Regions from separate parts of the Mus musculus genome. Here region 1 is linked to region 2. Evidence: chromatin contacts called from public Hi-C data. All regions are on one chromosome and are shown on one strand. The core of a region is the stretch at or near the end of the contact, and the rest is flanking DNA. Distances in the headings are between cores, read along the strand shown.

Region 1 (5,712 bases), core at 531-3,030, 190 kb before region 2:
TCTAAAGGGTTTTCCTAGGACCAACGTGATAATATGAGAACCCATTCTGGTGCTGTGGTCACGCACAGTCTTTCTCATGCCCTGTCCCCATGATGGAAGAAACAGACATGTTGAAAAGACTCAGTGTCCGGGTAAATCTCACCAAGTTTGGTTTCATCGTTTTCATGAGTTTGCATTGGCTTCAGAGTCAGAATCATACTTAAAACTCCAGTTCTCCCTGCCCTCCTCTAGAAGATGCCTGCCTACCACGAACTCGACAGTGAGGGGACTCTAAAGATGGGTAAAGAAGAATGCATACTAGCCTGTTAAAGTGCTGGAGAGTGGCCTGCACATGTAGGTGCATGTAGGCATGTGTAGGTGCATGTAGAACACTTTTATCTTTGTGACTCTGCCATGTATTATGGTACAGAGGTATATGTGCATGGCTGTGGAAGTCAGAAACACCTAGAACACTGTGGGTCACGACCCCTTTGGAGAAGCCAAACACTTTTTGTGATGGTTGCCTTAGATAGCCAGAAAACACAGATATTAACATCACAGTTCATAACAGTAGCAAAACTGCAGTTACGAAGCAGCCACAAACATGCTTCTATGGTTGGGGGTCACCATGTAAGGAACATAAGGAACTGTATTAAAGGGCTGCAGCGTTAAGAAGGTTGAGAACCGCTGACCTTGAGGGATGAGTTGCTGGCCCTGAGACTTAGTGTCCCCAGCTGCTGAAAAAAGGATGATAATACCTTCTTCATAGGGAACAACGGGTGACTGTTAGCTGAACTGACCTGCAGTGGGGCTTTCCACAGGCCCTGACAAGCAGTCAGGTGATTTGTATTCTTCTGTAACTTGGCCATGACTCACTGTTTTCTCTGGATTTATCTCTGGAATTCCCCTTGAGGTGATTCGGACTTGTGGCTCACTACTTTCCGTGTACTTCCCCCACTAATAGAGAAACAAAGTTAAATTTAACATCAGGAGTTATCTTAAGAGGAAAATACATTCATTTAAAAAAAAAAAAAAGGACAACTCTGATGGTTTTGAGGAAAAAAAATCACCAAACACAGAGGGGGTTCAATGGAAGAGATGGGACACAACGCCCCCCTTCCCCACTGTGGCTCTTCAGCACCAAGTGGCAGTCTCACTACGCTGTGTCCCACTTCCAGACCAGTCCAGAGGCCTGAGAAGCTGGAAAGAGACAGGAAACTTGAGTTTTACGCTACTGACCCTCATTTGACATAGCAAGATGGCTCCCCACCCACACTCTCAGAATTGGAAACGTGAGCCTGAGGAGAGTCTATCGTCTTTGCAGAACACTGCCATCGAGACAGTAGACCTCACGTCTGGTAGCTTCTCTCTATCGACAGCACAGTTGTTTTATTTATTTATTTATTTATTTATATTCAAAGTAGATGCAAGCTCCTCCAGTGCCTCTCCCTAATGTGAGAAGACCTGATTGTCTACGATTCTTACACTCAGAGCAGAAGTGCTTGCTCTCTGTTTAGCAGTCTCCAAGTGGATGCGTGGACACATGTTATGTTCTTCTTTTCCTCCCCCAGCCACATAACTACGTGATCGTGACCTCCTCCTACTGGCCCCTTCCCCTACAAACAATGGTATCTGAGCCTCGGTCCAGTTCACACTGCCTTCGAATAGTCGTTGATTCCAGAAACTCTTAAGACATGGGAATATTCTCCTGGCTGACATCCTTTGAGCCTGGCCTAGGATACTTGAGTTCAAAGCATAGGTACAGAAAGACAGTTCAAGATGAGCCATTTTCAACAGGAGGTGGCAGTAGCAGCCAGGGATTGAGCACCCTTCCTGAGCCCTGCTCACGGGAGCCATCCAGCCATCCTGACCTGCAGTTTGGCATTCTAAAGCCAAAAGGCAGAACAAGCCTGAGGTCCCCCGCCCTCCATGAGCCCCGCAACTATTCCAAACCCCGAAATTGCACGAACACGAAAGCCAAACAAGCAAAGGAATGAGCTGTGAGGCTGTTCCTAAGTCTTACTGCAGAGGACAGAAGGAGCCCTCTCGTACATCAACTGATATGGCTTCAGAAGGGTCTTGAGGAAGGTTATGAGGAGGGTCAGCAGTACAGGCTGACTGGGAAAACAAGAACTCCAGAGCCAATCCACACCCTCGATGAGACTTAACAAGGAGACTCAGCCAAACCCTCTGACAGATTAGGGAATACGGAATCTTCTTCAGAAATTCTACGAAGGGTCCAAAAAAGATAATGGCCAGAAAAACTTGGTTTGTAAATTATGATATATAAACATACAAAGATATTTGATTTTGGCTCACTTGTTGAATTTGACCCTACAGCTCCAAATTTAGCAGACAGACTGACTGACACAAGACACAGAGACACATACACACTTTCTTTCCTTCTCTCTTTCTTGCTTTTTTTTTTTTTTTTTTTTGTCCCTGTTACAAGGCCAGAAGCAGTTGGAGTGTGGACCTATTATTTCTCTGATAATTATAATTTCCCAGAGAGTTAAGGCACACAAATTACTTTGTAATAGCTTTAAATTCTTTGCTTTGTCCTCGGTCTACAATTATGCACTCGCCCGTGCTCCCGTCATTGGTTGTCCTGATTTATGAAACCTCTGTTCTCTGATCTCAGTTTTTACCTCTGCCTCCTTTAAAATGTACAGAACGTGGCCGCAAGGTCACATTTCTCATCATCACAGAGTCCCGCTCTCAGGTGTAGTCATTACCGTCTTAATAAGGTGGGCAGTTAGGCCCTCAGTAGTCTATCTCATCCGCTAGATAATTGCTCGGCCTTCGCTGTAAAACCCCCATTTTGTGCCTCGCTCTGAGTCCAGAGTTGCCATGTTCAAACATCTATTGATTTGGTGCGTGTATTAATTAAAAACTTATTTCTCGCCAGGGATGTGATAGATGAACTGCCATGCATGAGAAAGGAACATGTAATTAATCTTACCCAGTTTCACTTGTTGCAGAAACAATGTCACCAGAAAGTTTCCTGGTAACTGCCGGGCTGTTAGCACAACCTTTTCAAAATCCAGGAACCAAACAGAGCTCAGCAGTAGACCTCTTGCTGAAGAGGTGTGAGGCCCTGGGTTCAATGCCTAGCACTGGAGGAAAAAAAAATCCTGAAATGAATGTATTCATTGTAGAATCAATTATTCATTGCAGGTAGATTTATGAGGCATGCAACCATACAAAAAGGTTTTATGTTCTTAATAGAGCAAAGATCTATAATTTCTTTTTGATCTACTTTTAAACCAGAGGGACTTTAATCCACATTTAGACATACCTAAATTCTTGTGCCTGAATGGCAAAGAGATATAGAAATTTCCAGAACATCCTTATTAGCGTGGGATCACTAACTGGGCCATAGGCTAAAGCCAAGGTTCAGTTTTATTATTTCTCTTGCTGCCTTGATCATCTTTCTGCACTCATTTGGCTTGAAGGCACAGACATTCCCTGTAGATTATCTCGACTTGGCCCTGGGTGTCTGCTACACATTTTCCTTCCTAATATGGTAGCAGGAGAGGCTCTTGGAGCTCCAGCGACTTTCCCTGGCCTTGTGGAATGTGGGGAGGAAAGAATCCCACAGAGATGAAAACATTCGAATTTGCATTGATAAAGAAAATGAAAGAAAACTGAAAAGAGGGTAGATCTCTTAAAACTTTCTTTTGTTTCCTTACTCTGGATGCGTAGCCATCTCCTAATATCTCCTGTTGGTCTGTGGAGGAATTAACATTGTTCATTTATTGACCATAACGTCAGTCATGAGCCCTGAAAGAAATCGTGAGTTTTCTGCAGAAGGAATTCTAGCAGAATAAAGTTCTCATCATCATCACAGTTGAAATCCTCAAAGCATCCTAACACTCAGCGCTGCTAATTAGCCACATAAAGATGCAATCTCAGAGAGTAAGTCCCACATCCCTGAAACGGAGTAATGGATCATGCTCCGTCCTGACAGTGTACAAATTACACTGTTTGTCTTCATTCCGGATCTGTATGAACCAGTGCTCAAGAAATGACTCTGTTGCCTGCCCATGTATTGACTGCTTTACAGTTCAATACCGGTTTTTTTCTCTCCTGGTCATAAATTAGTTCAAAGAAATATTCGCTTGATAAAAATTCTTCAAACCATCTATCCCAGACTTGGAGACAGCTCAATGGTAGACGTTCTGCCTAACAAAATAAAGTCTAGGTTCAGTCTCCAACATGGACACATATCTTTCAAATTGACACAAACTAGTGTCCCGAGGAAGGAGAGACTTAATTGAGGAAATGCCTCCATCAGATTGGCCTGAGGGGCTGGCTGTCTTTGTGGCATTTTTCTTGCTTGTTGATTGGTGTGGGAGGGCCAAGCCCATCATGGATGGTATCCCTAGGGACACCATACTAGGTAGGTGGGCCCAAGGTGAATAAGAAGAGAGCCAAATCAGAAAGATGAGGCAGGGAGCTAGACACTAAGGAGCGCTCCTTCGCTGTTCCAGCCCTGAGCTCCTTCCCCTACTTCCCTCAGTGATGAACTGTTACCTAGGAGTGTAAGATGAAATAAACCTCCTCCCCAAGTTGTGTGTGGCCATGGTGTTTTATCACAGTACCAGGGAAGGACAGTAGGACAATATATAAATATGTACAGCTTGACCCCCACGCTAATGTATCAGCACTGAAGACTGGGTTTGAGTTTAGCTGGCAGTTGTTGGTGGGTGGCCCGTGTCTTTAATCCCAGCGCTGGCAGGTAGATCTTTGAGTTCAAGGCCAGCCTGGGCTATAAAGTGAGTTCTAGGACAGTTAGGGCTACACAGAGAATCCCTGTCTGGAGAAGAAAAGAAAGAAAAAAGGGAAGGGAAGGGAAGGGAAGGGAAGGGAAGGGAAGGGAAGGGAAGGGAAGGGAAGGGAAGAAAGGAAAGGAAAGGAAAGGAAAGGAAAGGAAAGGAAAGTCTGCCTAGCTTATTACAGCTGTTGTCAAAAAAAAATGGATGAAAAGAAGTCATTTAAATTCAACATGCTATGGTAAAAATATATGTGAACATATTTTTTTAATGATGTTCCAAGTGGTCTTCTTTTTTGGACAGTGAATTTCTTAAGACGCAGTTAAGTCTTCCACCTTCCTCAGCATCTGGCTTGCATGTCTCAGAACCGTGTGGCAGCCATACAAAACAGTAAGAGGGAGCAGCGCAGTGACCCTTTGCTGAATGGCCCATAGAAGACATTCACTTACGTCTCAGGGCCAGACTCTGAAGGGCCTGGGCCACAGGCAGGGAAGCATGGATGGACAGGTTCTCTTTGTATTATTGATGCACAAATGCTCAGCCAAACACTGGGCACCAAAGCTGAAGGCCAAGTGGATTCTGGAGAACGTGAGTCATCTCCTTAGCTCCCAGATATATTCATGTCTGGTTAAATTAGAAATAGTTTTCTTTGTTACACACACACACACACACACACACACACACACACACACACACACACACATGCTGTAGAAAAATCTTAAAATGTAAGTAACTAGAAAACTGAAATCAACATAAAATGTACCACATAGAGAAAAGCAAGGGTAATTAGGAGATGTATTTCCAGCATGCTTTTCATGCCTGTATATGTCTGTGGAGCACACAAAGCTTGTAATGGTTTAGCCACACGCACTGAGACTTTCTGCCTCAGACACATTTTCTTACTTTTTTTTAATCACATGTATTTATTTATTTACTACTATAGTAAATAACTAGCAAA
Region 2 (5,873 bases), core at 2,356-4,855:
TCTAACTTGCAGAAGATTTCAAGTCCATTACCTTGTATGATCACAATCTTGACAGAAAGATCTCTGGGAATATGGGTAAAGTAAAAAGATAGGTCTAAAAGAACATTTAAAATGTAACTTTGAAAGCTCCATTTAAGGGCTGGAGAAACCTCTCAGGAGTTTAGAAGACTTGCTGTTCTTGCAGAAAACCAGGGTTTAGTTCCCAGCACCCACACCAGGTAGCTCTCGACCACTTACAACTCTAGTTCCAGGAGATCTGACGAACTCACACACACACACACACACACACACACACACACACACACACACACACACACACACACATGCACACACAGAAAGCTCTTTTAAAACTAGAAAAGCCTGCTAACTGTGATGCTTGCAGACAATACACTGCATGGATCTACACACATAGGAGTAAAGCCCCTCCCTCCCTCCCTACCTCCCTCCCTCCCTCCCTCTGCTCTGCTCCTCTCATCCCTACGACTTTTCATGAGGCATCATTGAAAAGCTCGCGTGCCATCTAAATGGACTATGACCACTGGGGCCACCCCTTGAGGAGGGAGAGTTCAGACTGAGCAGTACAGCCAATATGTGTTACTTAATGAAACAAAACATTAAAAAGGTGAATGATATGGTTAAAATATCATCACCCTCATGAAACCCACTGATTTACGCACAGTTACATGCTCACAACAGACTTCCAAATGGTAGAATAGAACCCTTCCCCGTCTCCCTTCCGTTCTACCCTGCCCCCACCCGCCACCTGCCCTGGAGCATAGCAGGCCTGTGCTCTCACACTGAGCCATTTAACTGAATCAACCTAAGAGTCTGTCAGCTGATAGCGACTAAAGCAGCGCAGTACACATACACAAGGCATTAAAAACCTTATAGAAATTCTGACATTTGCTAACAGGAATGAAAATGTCGAGCTAAGGACGGTCACAGACGCTGGGAAGCCAACTCAGGTCCTTTGCTCGAGTGTAAGTGCCCTTAACTGCTGAGCCATCTCAGCAACCCTTAACTACAGTACTTTTAACTCGCAGGAGATTTCAAATGCATTACAAGCCGGGCAGTGGTGGCACACGCCTTTAATCCCAGCACTCGGGAGGCAGAGGCAGGCGGATTTCTGAAGTTTGAGGCCAGCCTGGTCTACAGAGTGAGTTCCAGGACAGCCAGAGCTATGCAGAGAAACCCTGTCTCAAAAAAAACAAATAAACAACAAAAAAAAAAAAACCCAAAACAACAACAAAAAATTCATTACAAAAAAAAAAATCCTCAGAAAATATAAAGTAGAAAATGTCAAAAAAAAAAAAAAAAAGAAAGAAAAGAAAATGTCCCTGAAGGTATTTACGACAGTAAACAAATGCTGAGTATTTGAGTAGATAAGTTTGATATGTTTGAGATCACAGGTTATTTTGGAAAAAATGTTATAGATCATCAACATTTTTTATTAGATATTTTATTTACATTTCAAATGTTATCCCCTTTCCTAGTTTCCCTTCCTAAAATCCCCTATCTCCCCCCCCCACCCTCCCATTCCCCAACCCACCCATTCCCATTCCCAGTCCTTGCATTCCCCTATACTGGGGCATAGAACCTTCACAGGACCAAGGGCCTTCCCTCCCATTGATGACCAACTAGGCCATCCTCTGCTACATATATAGCTACAGCCACAAGTCCCACCATGTGTTTTCTTTGATTGGTGGTTTAGCTCCAAGGAGCTCTGGGGGTACTGGTTAGTTCATATTGATGTTCCTCCTATGGGGCTTCAGACCCCTTCAGCTCCTTGGTTACTTGGGGACCCTGTGCTCTGTCCAATGGATGACTGTGAGCATCCACTTCTGTATTTGCCAGGCACTGGATAGCCTCTCAGGAGACAGCTATATCAGACTCCTGTCAGCAAGCTCTTGTTGGATCTGCCATAGTGTCTGGGTTTGGATCATCAACATTTTAAACATGATATTAACAAATAAAGTCATAAATGTGATTCAAGGTCAGAGTATCTTTTTTGGAGCAGGCTGGCCTAAAACTAATTACGGGTAAGGATGAACCTAAATCCTCCTGGGTACAGACAAGCTCCACCAAACCTGGCTTCTGTGGTGGTGAGGACTGAACATGTGTTTTTGCATGTTAGACCAAATATTCTACCAACTATACTATTTCAGGTTCCAGCGTACCTTTCTTGTTTTTACTATTTTATTTATTTATTTGTTTGTTTGTTTGTTTGTTTGTTTATTTGAGACAGGGTTTCTCTGTGTAGCCCTGGGTCCTGGAACTCACTCTGTAGAACAGGCTGCCCTCAAACTCAGAAATTTGCCTGCCTCTGCCTCCTGAGTGCTGGGACTAAAGGCACATTCCAGTCACCTCCCAGGAACTGCTGAACTTGGTCGCTGCCTTTCTCACCTACTTGGGATGTTAACCCTTCAGTTTCCAATGTGGCAGGAGGGGCGGGGCAGTTCAATAACGCTTTTTCCAAAAGTCAAGAAAATGTATACTTTGGTGCTTGAATTGTAACATTTGCTCTATACCTCAATAAATATGAAACAGACTAAGAACAATGGAAGAAAAGATCTCATCTCTTCTCCAACGTAAGGTGTGTTTCCTCGGAATGATTGCACTATTTATAGGCTTCTCAAAAAACTCTAACTCTGTTTGCTTGAAACGAGGTCTCACAGTGTGAACATGAGGCCATCCTCCTGCCTCAGCTTCCGAGTGCCGAGATCACAGACATAAACCACCCCAAACCCGATTCATTTTTTTTTCTCTTCAAGGAAATTTTATAAATACAAAATCTATTTCTCTTCAAGGCAATTTTATAAATACAAAATCCATTTCAATCTTTTTTTATTATTCATAGTCTACAAATATCTAACTCGGAACATTCTTCAGGCCGTAACCATGCTATTAACTTCTTATCTCTCAAACAATTTTCCACCGAGTCCAAAAACAACAGAAAGCAAGTCTAACTGGGAAAGATTTATTTTGCTGACAGATTATTATACTTGGTCTAGCGTTCCTTCCATCCTCCAACGCATACACTTCCCACTGCTAACCCACATTAAATAGCTATTTCAACTGCCAAATAGCTCAAGATCTATATATAGTGAGCTCAATAAACTTGTCTCCTCTATTGTATCATAAAAATTCCAGAAGTCAATTAAAGTACCCATTTTTTTAAGTACGGCAAAACTGATTTCACATTTCCTCTCAAGTATACACAAGCAAGCAAGCAAGCAATTAAGATGACCCCTTTCCATTCGTGGCTAAGAACAAGAATTGGATTTTTATTGTGCCTAATTAATCTACTGCTTACACTGTTGTGACTTGCGCCTCCCTCTCTCCACTTTATTCTGTTCCAAGTTTTAGGGTCTGAGTTTTATCATGCATGCCTTCTTACAACTTCCTGTCTTTACTCAAATCTGGGAAGTAATTCTGGAAGCACATTAAACAGCTCAGACTTTTAAAGGCCAAACTGGAGCAAAATTCTCCATCCTGTAACAGAGTCTGTATTTTTTTTTTCCTTTTGGACTCCTATGGAGTTAACAGTAATCTGTCCTATAATAAACAAGCTCTTTAAACTATGCACATATGTTATCTTGTTGAACTTTACCACATTTCTACAAGGAAGCTGAGGACTGACACCATCTAACTGCAAAGAGCCTGTCCTTTCCAGACTCCTCAAGCAAGCTTCCTAGATGATAGTGTCATCTGACATAGCACTAAAACACACAGCCAATCAGATGCAGCTCCATCTTAATAATTTAAGAGAGCAAAGCAAACAGATCCGGAGCCTTCCTCCACCTGGAGACTCGCATGCTGAAGTGTACAAATCTCTCAGTTCTGGCTCCCTTAGAAAGAACCTTAACTTTGCAAACTGCATTTCTATAACTAAATGGTTAATCAGAGGAGATCACTGGTGTACAAGAAAAAAAAAAAGAAAAAAGAAAAAAATCTCTAGTGAGAATATCTCCATTTTGTAACCACTTCGGAGGGAGAGGCTGGCAGATCTTCAAGTTCAAGGCCAGCCTGGTCTTATAGAATGAGTTCCAGGACAGCCAGAACTACAAACCCTGTCTTATAAAACCAGAAATATGGATGGATGGATGGATGGATGGATGGGTAGATGGGTGGGTGGATGGATGGCTGGGTGGGTGGATGGATGGATGGGTGGGTGGATGGATGGATGGATGGGTGGATGGATGGATGGATGGATGGGTGGATGGATGGATGGATGAAACAAAAAATGGACTAAAAACTAAGTGTTCCAGAAGCATAGTCTAGGGACCATGTAGATCCCAAAGGCTCGCCAGAGTGAGCAACATCAAAGCAGTCTCCACAGCACCACTGTGTGCCTGGCCCTCTGGCCTTCTCTCTCTCTCTCAGGAATGTGCATCAAGCTGCAAGGCCCCAGGACCCACGGTTTCACAACAAGCAGAGGAAGCAGTGATGCAGGTAATGATGAGAATCCAGCTGTGCTCTGCAGCTGGGGATCAAAGACACAGAGGGCAGAACATGAGTCTCCTAAGCTTCTGCTTTGTGAAGCAGCCTTTGCAAAGATGATGTTCCTAAGCATACACAAGACAGTTTATTCCTGCTATTTCTAAACAACATAAATTCCTAAAGTTTACCCATCTGAAGTTCCTAGTAAGACGAACATTTGTAGAAATGGTAATATTTAAACGCACCAAAAATTAAAAAAAAAAAATCTGTGAGAGCACTCCACTGGGTAATTTTTAAGAACAGGAAGGGATCCCTCGAGTAAAGTTTGGTGACAGGTGTACATCTGACTCATCAGTCCCATCACAGAAGGAAAAGGGCCAGACTGTGACTCCTCCGTCAGAAGCAGAGAGCCACCTAAGAAGCAGCATTCTTCCTGCAAAAGCAATGACTGAACCTGAGCTTACACCTAACCTACACTTGACAGGAAATAATGAATCCCAATGGTTGTGTTGAACTTTAACGTAAACACTGCAGTACATGTGATCATCTCTTTCCAACAAATAAACTGCAAAGACAGACTTGCAGTATATAAGACCTTATTTGGTTAATATATAAAAAATCACACAAGACAAAATTGGAAATTTGAACTCTTAAGGCTTAACTATTATTTATAAAAAAAATAGTGATACAGTGGTTATTGTAAAAAAAAACAAAACCAAAAAACCAAAACCAAAACAAGAGTCCTATCTTTCATAATTCATTCTATTTATGAGTACTATATTAGGAAATCTGGGACCATATCAAAAAATGTGGTTAGGAGAATGGGTGAAATCAGATTTGGCATAAATTGATTAATTACTGAAGATATGTGTGCAATGGCACATCTGTACATAGGTTTCGTTATACTATCTTGTTTTCTTTACTTGCTTTTTTTTTTTCCTTAATAAAAGTGTGGAATATTTTAATATTTCCAGCAACAAGGAAATTTATTTCCCTAGGGTAAGTGAAATGGTTCATGCTTCAAGCATGGAGCATTAAACCTGGGGCATAAAGGAGCAGAGGTTCCCGGAGGAGCTAGCTCTGTGTGCTTCCAGGGTGCCTGGGTGCTCTGCTTTGCCCTTCTACACTCGATCAATACCTGAGGTTAGATTAGAGATGGTGTGTGTGTGTGTGTGTGTGTGTGTGTGTAGAACGAGGACAGGGTTATGGGGACGCACTACTCCCACTGAAGGCACACAAGCAAACTCACACAGGCTCCTGGACCATGACACAGGAAGGACTCAGAGACAAGGCCAGCGATGAAGACCCTGGTGCACTTTGAGATTTCTCCTATCTTGACTTACATACTTCAGACATTTCAAAGACCCTGACTGGTTTTATTAAAAGGATTTCAGTTTTTGAGATCCTGGAGGACAAGTCCTAAATGCTGGTGG

What was found. Hi-C and Micro-C count contacts between places; a contact is called where the count stands out from the background.
Region 1: a Hi-C map of uterus shows a contact between it and region 2, with 2.7 times the contacts expected there. The contact joins two enhancer-like sites. A contact is called at or near these places in 2 of 484 Hi-C or Micro-C datasets (nephron progenitors and uterus) and 2 of 115 datasets of contacts at active chromatin or transcription factors (epiblast stem cells and pancreatic cancer cells).

Annotation. Positions count from the first base shown.
Region 1 is chr10:108,533,904-108,539,615 of GRCm38.p6, reverse strand. The region is part of intron 9 of Syt1 (synaptotagmin I); the gene reads left to right. Among named protein-coding and RNA genes, the nearest start is that of Gm36601, 81 kb to the right of the region's middle. Within about 2 kb of position 1,780, at least 78 of the 459 cell types and tissues checked have an H3K27ac peak or open chromatin away from gene starts, as enhancers often do. A contact at or near this core is called in uterus, where this site is marked.
Region 2 is chr10:108,348,048-108,353,920 of GRCm38.p6, reverse strand. All of the region lies in intron 2 of Pawr (PRKC, apoptosis, WT1, regulator), which reads right to left. Among named protein-coding and RNA genes, the nearest start is that of Gm23105, 13 kb to the left of the region's middle. Within about 2 kb of position 3,605, at least 27 of the 459 cell types and tissues checked have an H3K27ac peak or open chromatin away from gene starts, as enhancers often do. A contact at or near this core is called in uterus, where this site is marked.